Linked DNA regions of Gossypium hirsutum: region 2 is linked to region 1. The links are chromatin contacts, called in public Hi-C maps. All regions are on one chromosome and are shown on one strand. Each heading gives the region's core, a stretch centred on a gene start, on an enhancer-like site or on the middle of the called end of the contact. The rest is flanking DNA. Distances are from core to core; before and after follow the strand shown.

The links. Hi-C and Micro-C count contacts between places; a contact is called where the count stands out from the background.
Region 2: a Hi-C map of leaf shows a contact between it and region 1, with 3 times the contacts expected there. The contact joins two enhancer-like sites. A contact is called at or near these places in 7 of 34 Hi-C or Micro-C datasets (anther, callus, leaf and 2 more).

Annotation. Positions count from the first base shown.
Region 1 is chrA05:36,849,812-36,854,391 of Gossypium_hirsutum_v2.1, reverse strand. It overlaps LOC107904329, which reads right to left. Exons shown (of 15, transcript XR_001686186.2): 14 at 4,226-4,580; 15 at 3,592-3,923. Among protein-coding and RNA genes, the nearest start is that of LOC107904329, 11 kb to the right of the region's middle. Within about 2 kb of position 2,706, at least 3 of the 9 cell types and tissues checked have an H3K27ac peak or open chromatin away from gene starts, as enhancers often do. A contact at or near this core is called in leaf, where this site is marked.
Region 2 is chrA05:36,947,569-36,951,889 of Gossypium_hirsutum_v2.1, reverse strand. No RefSeq gene overlaps it. Among protein-coding and RNA genes, the nearest start is that of LOC107904328, 83 kb to the left of the region's middle. Within about 2 kb of position 1,974, at least 7 of the 9 cell types and tissues checked have an H3K27ac peak or open chromatin away from gene starts, as enhancers often do. A contact at or near this core is called in leaf, where this site is marked.

The DNA.
Region 1 (4,580 bases), core at 1,457-3,956:
CTTTCTTCTAATGCAAAAGATAAATGGATGAAGGCAATGAAATAAAAATGGAGTTATTGAGAACAAGCAATGTTTGGAATTGGCTGGTCTATCAAAGGGATGCAACACAATTAGGAACAAATGGGTTACTAGATTAAAGTGTGAATCTAATGGGGCGATCGAGAGTTACAAGGCATGACTTGTAGTAAAGGAGTATTGTGTAATTGAAAAAAAATAGTTGTCCTCAATTTGTGAAATGAAGGACAAGGGAGAAGCAATTTACATTCTTGGAGTATAACTTATTCGAGATAGCCTTAGGAGGCTAATAACTCTTACACAAGAGTCATACATTAAGAAAAAATCTTCAAATGATTTAGAATGCAAGATTGTAAGTAAATTGATACTCCTGTTACAAAAGGCAAAAGCCTAAGAAAAGGAATGTGCCCCAAAACTTTCAAATAAAAGGCACAAATGGAAAAAGCTCTTTACTCTAGTGCAATGGGAATTCTGACGTTAAAAAGCAAATTAACTTTTTTTTAAAGATTGATTGTCAAATTTAGCTCAAAAAACAGAATTAAGGTCAAATTAAAAATCTAAACATTGAGGACTAAATTTATCATACCTTGTATTAATTGTTAGTTTTTCTTCTGTTAATTATTCTTATAATAATGAATTCTGTTAGAACTGTTCAGAAAAACAATTATAAACCCAATCAATATTAATTGCATATAATTAAATAAAGATGTTGAATTTAATATTTAATAAAACATCCTATAATTAAAGAGATAAATGTTTTACCTAATTTTTACCTATGCCCGTAGTATATTAAGAGCTGAAAATATTTGTAAAGTACTTCTATTATAAGGATTTTATTAAATTAGTATTTTTATTATTAAATAAATTAATTTAATTTATAAATTAATAAAAGGAACCAAATGAGGTTAAATTTTAATAGAGTTAATATTTGTTGTTTAAAAAACGACATGTAAACTACACTATTAATAAAAATTTTCAAAATAATTTGTTGAGAATTGAACTATAATTTCATGTTTTTTTTAAACAGTAAATGTTAACTCTATTAAAATTCAACCTTATTCAATTCTTTTTTTTAATATAGGAACTAAATTAATTTATTTAATATTAAAGAAATTATTTAATCTGGTTCCTAGTAGATAGATTCACTTATATAAAGCTTATATAAAAAGAGGTATTGAAGTTGAAAATTTGCTAAATAATTTGATTTCAAAAATGAAGAGACAAAAACGACTTTTAGTCTTTTAGTAGATTTAAGTATGAAACAGTAACATATATTTTTTAGAGGTGTTTATAGGTTAGGTTAGGGGTGAGCGTTCGATCAAATCGAATTGAATGAAAAATTTTGAGTTAATTCAGTTGGTGAATCCTATTTTATCATTCTAACTCGATTTGAAATTTTCTCGAATCGAGTCGAGTGATATGGAATTCAAATCGAGTCGAATCGAATATATTTGTTCGAGTTAAATTTTTAAAAAATGACTTTAGATCCTTGTAACCGCTGTCACTCACCATAATCAAATTTGTTATTAATTTTCATCTCCTCATAATTTATTTATTATTATTTTATATACAGGTTAGCTTCTTTGCTTGCTTGGTTGTTTTAATTATCTTTTGATTTTCGTCACTATGTATTTTGAAATTAAAAAATGTGATTTTTAAATAAAAGTTATCTTAAAGATAAAATGTGAAATTGATATTAACTTAAAATTTTAACACGAATATTTTATGGCATTATCAATAATTCAATTTTAACAGGAAATTATAAAGATTTAATATGATCAAGCAATTCAATAATATAAAAAGTACAAAATGTGAAATTTAATTTAACAATATCAATAGTAGATATAAATAAAATTATTACTATTTAGATTTAGAGTTTTTTTGGGATGATTTTTTATTTGAGGGTAAAGGGTGAAAAAAAAGTTTTGAGAGATGGGGGAGTAAAATTTTAGGGAAAAGTAAATGGAGGAGAAATATTCAAAAAAAAAATTGGGGAGAAAATGGGTTTGGGGTAGATGGGAGGTGAGATGAGAGAGGAGTAAAAATTTGGGGGGAAAGTGGAAGGGAGTAAAAGTATTGGAGGAAGTAAAAAGGTTTGGGGAAAAATGTAAAATATTATAGTTTAGTATTCAGTTTATTTAAATTATTTGAGTTATTTGATTTTGAAAATTAAACTAAATTCGAAGTTGAAATTCGAAAAAAAAAATTTGAGTTAACTCAAATAACTCGATTCGTTTAACTCAAAATTTAAAAAAAATCGATTTTTTCGAGTTGAATCAAGTTTTGTTTACCTTTATGTTGGATTGGGTTGAAGTTTAATTCTAAAATATTTTTCAAATTCAAGTTCATTGACCCAAAAAGTTTATTTTATTATTAAAAATTAATAAAATATTATAAATATAATATAATTGTTATTTTATATTTTTATAATTAAATTTTGATTTAAAAATATTATTATTAAAATTAAATTTGTACTAAACTGAACCAAATCAAAGCATAAAAATGTTTATTCAAATTCTACCCAAATCAAGCTGAAGGGACAACCATACTCTTAGACAGGTCTGTCCTTCCCTAATAAATTAATTGAAAAAAAGATGGTACAGATATTAACCGTTTAAATTAGTTATACCTACGCTCAGATTTCTTTTCTTTTCTTGGATATATTTGTATAAAGCAAGTCATCGAAATAATAATAGGCCGGTCGCAAAGAAGAATTCAGATGTTCCTTGGACAAGTTTAATACGGGCCAGGTTTGGACCCACCTATAAACTCCAATCACTATTCATAACATATTAAAAATTATTTTGTATCAATATATTTATTATTAGTTTAACTTTTTTTATACATATAGTTTAACTTATTATTTAGATTAAGCTACACTATTGTTTCTTCTTTATTCTTTTTGTCCTCCAAATGCTCCCTTTAGTTTCTATATCTATATATATATATATATTGAACATTGAAAACACATCTAAAAAATTCATTCCTAAAAATACTTTTTTTTTCTTTTTTGCCAACCACCTAAAAATATCCAATAAACGTTAAATTTGTAGGAGGAAAGAATAAGAGAAAATTTTATAACAAGCATAGAGTAAAAATCAAATAATCCTAAAAACATTCATCAAACAGTAAATTATATAATAGGGAACAATAATAAAGTAAAAATCAGAGGGCATCAATGACTTAAATCAAACTAGCTCAAATATATATGTGCATATATATAAATCAAATATAGAAATAAAAATCACAAAATGTAAGCCAATGAATAGAGTGTTTAACTGAAATATATTGCATTTCTCTTATTTATATTTGAAACCTATAAACAGCAAACAACATAATGAAATGGCATTAAAAATGAAACTGTTTAAATTTATTTTTAAAATCTTTTTAAGTATACATCTTGCCGAAATATTATTTCTCATTAAGTAATACGTACGTTTATATCTTTTTGCATTAATTTACATCAGAATATGGAAATTTACTCTCTTATATTACCAATATTAGAGATGATTCAAAGCTGCTTCTTTTTTTTATTTTTCTGCTCTTAATTATTGATATAATGGGGGGATTCAGATATAAGCAAAGAAATCGGCCCAAATCAAATCATTGAGAACCTGATTTCAAAATAATATATATATATATCTCAAACTCCTAATTGTAAATTCAATAAGAATTCTTATACTCGGAACTCAAATATTTACGTGCGAGCTATAAGATTTTTCAATACTAGTTAAAATTATATTAAAAACCAAAGTCCGGCTAGATCTGCAAACCACCTCGACCAAGGCATTAAGCCGTTTAAACTCAGCTTTCCTCGAGCTTCAACTCAGCTCAACAAAACTAATTCAAATATTTTTCATACCGAACCCCGTAGCTAGTAAGAACCACTGTCTCCTTTACACCCTAACCTACATGGCGCCAATTTCAGAACATCAATTCAGGATGGAAAATTATTTCTTCAAATATCCGATTATAAAATTTGCTTTATCAAAACTATCATCAATGAAATAAAATAATAATAATAATAATAATAATAATAAAGCAAAGACTCGGCAGAAACTAAACTATATAACTCTGATCAACATTGCCTATGAAATATCCAAATTTTTTTTGTGAAAACAAGATTAAAAAAGGAAAAAAAAAAGAACAAAGAAAAAGAAAAGAGATGCATCATTAAATTGAATGTTCTTGTATGGTGGAAAAGAATTACCATAATCGTCACCCTCTTAACCAAAATCCCGGAACCGGTATGCTCTGTCTCCTGAGATATCCCCGTAAATCAGCTTGAGTCGCTAGCGAACCAAAAAAACACTAGGAAGCTATTTTTGTCTCCCCTCAGATTCTTGGAAGCAATTTACTTGATAAAAAAGAATTGGAAGAATAGAATGTTTTGAAAGCTGTTAGATTTTAACTCGCCTTCTCTTGTCTGCAGTCGTTTTTCCGGCTTCCCCGGGTTGAGAAAAGTAAAAGGGGTTCAGCATTCGTGTTAGGAGTTCACTGTCTCTAGGTTAGACTTAGAATACGGTCATCTGATTTAGCTTCTAAGTATCCTATAATCGAAGTGG
Region 2 (4,321 bases), core at 725-3,224, 98 kb before region 1:
TTTGATAGATAGCATATTAGTTTTTCAATTGGCTTGTTCATTTCCAATTAAACTATGTACAGGTTTGTCTACTAATATAAGTTGTCTTTTGGTATTATAATTTGACTACGTAATACCGCTTAGTAATAGTTTAAACATTAGACAATCATTGAGCAACATTTACATCTATTTTTCTTTGCGTGCAAAAATTACATGAGGACAATTATACAAATATATATTAATGTAATCAATGAATTCTTTTATTAACCAATCTATTCGAAAAAATTACAAGTTTACAAACAAATATACTACACTAGGGACACTAGATCCTACATATGAAGCCTAGCTCAGTGAGTAATTCCACTATCTTTTATCACGAATACAACAAGTGGTTCACACAATATCACTCCAAGTATAGAGATCTCACATTTTTACCTGAAGACTAGAACACTCACTTTAAAACCCTTCCCTTGAGAACTTGTGCAGTAAACACTTAACAATGTTTACAATAACAATTTGCGCTCTCTCACAAAGCAATTCCTCAATGAACAAATTAGAATTCACTCAATCAACTCTTGTTACATAACCTAAACAAGCTTCAAGCATATATTAATTTTGGCTTGCTAACATAGAATCTAAATGAATACAAAATAGCTTTTAAAAATAGCTATTAAAATCTCAAAAATCACAGTATAATCAATCGAAGATCTGATTTCCAAAACAACTACATAGTCTTCATCGATTCTCCATGTTCTAAAGGTTGATTTGATTCACTCAAATCCAATCCAATCTTTAGATTATTGAAGATTGGCTTCCATAGATGGACTAAAGTATGTTTAATAAAACAACACATAATCAGGTCCAAAGATTTTTTTTTTCATTTGATTGGCAAACCAAATAAGGCAAGTAATAAAACTACTTTAGTGGCAATTTACAGTTGGCACTAAGGGTGAGCAAAACTTAATTTGATTAAAAAATTGAAAAAAAATTAAATTTCGGGTTAATTGGATCGAGTTATTCGAATTATCCGAGTCAACTTGATTCGAGTTTTGAGTTCGAGTCGAGTTGAATTTCATAATTTGAATAACTTGAAGAATTTGAATAACAGATTGGTGTAAATACCCTTTTGGTCCCTGTCAATTTTGAAAATAAACAAATTGGTCTCTCTCAACAATAATTATAAAAAAAATCAAAATAAGTTTTAAAAATTCAAAATATTTATAAAAAATTCAAAATTTATATTTTTAAAAAATTTTAAAAATTCTAAAAAATATATAAAACAAAGTTAAAAATTTAAAAATTTTCTAAAATAATAATATTGAGAGCTAATTAATGATTCAATTTTATTACTCAAGTATCTTTTTTTTTACTTTGAAAAATTTCAAATATATATAGTTTCAAATTTATGTGCTAGAATTAGTTATACTGTAACAATATTTTTATTTGACATGTTTAAATTTTTTTAATTTAACTCGAAAAAATTCACTCAATTTAATTCGATTCGAATTTTATTTCACTCGACTCAATTAAAAAAAATTCAAATTGAGTTAGATAATAAAATAGGACTTTTGAACTCAAAATTTTTCACTCAATTCAATCAAACACTCACCCCTAGTTGGCACTACTAATAGTTTTTAATAATTTAATAATTTCTTATAACTCTTTATTTTTAAGTAATTTTCTATATTTTTATAAAATTTAAAATAATTATATGAAATAATTTTTTTATAATTTTTAAATACCATATTATTATAAGATACACAAAACATATTACTATTTAGTTGTTTCTGGATCTATACCTATATATTGGATGTAATGTAGGTGTGTTATTGTTATTATTATTTTGAGTAAAACGCAATCTTGCACATAGTCTATTTACTTTTACCAAAAAGAAGATTAAGTGTGATTCTAGAATTTGGTGGCTGTCCATTCGTCTGTCATTTCCAAAAGTGACCGATCGACTTTACCAAGCAAAATCCAAATAGTTACGTATGGCTTATCACATTTAGACCATTCTCCACTTTTTTACAGATCCCCGCACTATGTCGAACAAAATCATCTTCGAGAAACTCAAAATTAAAAAAAGCGTTTTCGAATGTCAGTCACTTTCCCACACGTCAAACATTCCAAAAGTCGTAGAAATCAAGAAATAGTCCCAAAAATTAAAAAAATAATAATAATTTGATCCAAAGAGCTTTTAATGCTAATCTCTTTTTTTAAAATTTTAATTTTTGCTTCTTTTTCAAACTTAAACCTCTCATCTACCTATCTGAAGAAAACATTTTCTTTCATATTCCTTTCTCTTTCCTTCTCCAAACCCATTGTTTTAAAACATAAAATATACTTCTTAAGTTGGAATTTGAAAAGAAAATTACGAAATCGATATACGTTGATCTGATAAAATCAAATCCGTGAACATTTCAAATAGATTGAACATGTGTGGACTATAGATCGGATCCAAATCCCAACAAAAAAAAATTACAGTTTTAATCCTATAAGGGCAGATCTGCATGTAATTTCAATTCAAATGTAAAAGGAAATTAAAGCTGATATATATGTATATATATATTCATGTACATGATGATAGGCACCTTTTTTTAGAGGAAGAAGCATGAAAACCAGCTTTGAAAAACGCATCAACTTCTTCACTGTTAACGATCTCGAAGAAGTTGAAATTTTGAAACAACTTTCTTTTGCATGAAACAGAAGCTGTTCTCTTAGGTTTTGTAGGTGCCGCTGGACATGACAAAACTGGTGGGATCTTGTTTTCGTCTGAGGTTGGTGTCGCACAGAACTCCACGCTGTTGTTTCCGTTCTTGTTTACTTGTTCAATTCCGGTGCCACTTTCATCAGAAGATTGAATAATTTTGAGTTTGGGTAATTTTATTTTCAATGAATCTTGGAACAATTCAAGATCTGTAGACATCATGGAAGGAAAAAGATGAATCTTTTGCTGGTTTGATTTTAAAAATAAAATAATAGATTGAAAACTAAGAAAGAAGAAAAGAAAGACGTGAAAGGGAGGATAAGTGTAAAGGTTGGGGGTGTTGCCTTCTTTTAATATTCTTCTCAGCTTCTCAATAAAATATTTTAATTTATTTCAAAATTTTTATTGATTATAAAAATATGTAAATATTAATATTAAAATATATTTTTATTATTTAGTGTTTTTCGAATAGTGAAGGGGATGGTCAGGATTACTCCAACATGACTTAAATAGACTTGGGTAAGAAATTAAACATTTTTATATTTATGTAATTTTTAAAGTTTTAACTTTAAACTAAATTGAATATCATATATTCATTAAAAAGAAGTATTATATACATCTTTGAGTGATTTACATATTTATGCTGTTTTTTTTTCTTGACATGTTTTAGTACGATGCAAAATGGATCTTGTTCTATCGTTGATCAGATAAATCTCTATGAAAAATACGAATCGGAGTTTGAAGAAGGGGAAGGAGGTATATTTACATTGATATTAGGAGAGAGATTCGTTTATGCTAGTGTAAATCTTATGTAGTTTTATACCTTCCTGTCACATTTATACTGTTAATATTTTAATAATTTAATTATTAAATTTATTAATATATTTATATTTTTTATACATGTAAAATTTTAAATCAATATAATATTTTTATCATGTTAATCTAAAATATTGTCTATATTAATATATATTTAACGATTGAAATTTTTTATTTAAAATGAATATATATAAATTTTTAACTTATGTAAAATTTGATATGCATGGTCTACATGAATAGAGCACAAAATATAACGATTGTATTGTTAAAACATTAATCATATAACAACTTACGAAAAAGTATAAAACCACTTAAATTTTTATACCCGTGTAAATAGATTTCTCTAACACTAATATGATCAAATTATAATAAATTATACCTTAATCCCAACTTGAGAAAAAAAGTAAAAGTTATTTAAAAAAATAACTCGATTGTCAACTCAAAAATCTATATTTATACTATAAATAAAGTGTTTGATTAAGTTTACATAAATTAACTCCAAATTCATATAACAAAAGTAATATATAAATACGGTTATATATATAATTAAAAATTTTAAATTAAAAAAAAACAACCTCTCTTTATACTTAACCTTGAACAATTAAAAATTTAAAATCTCATTTTCCCAACAAAACCAAAATCTCATTAATAAAATTATTTACATTTTTAATTTTACCAATAATTATTATTTTTTAAAAAAAACTATTGATTAAATATTTTTATTTTTTATTTCTTTCACCCACATAATGACGTACCATAGTACTAGTATTTATGTTTTTGTTTAATATTCTTACTATAAAAAGTCTTTTGAGTGACCGA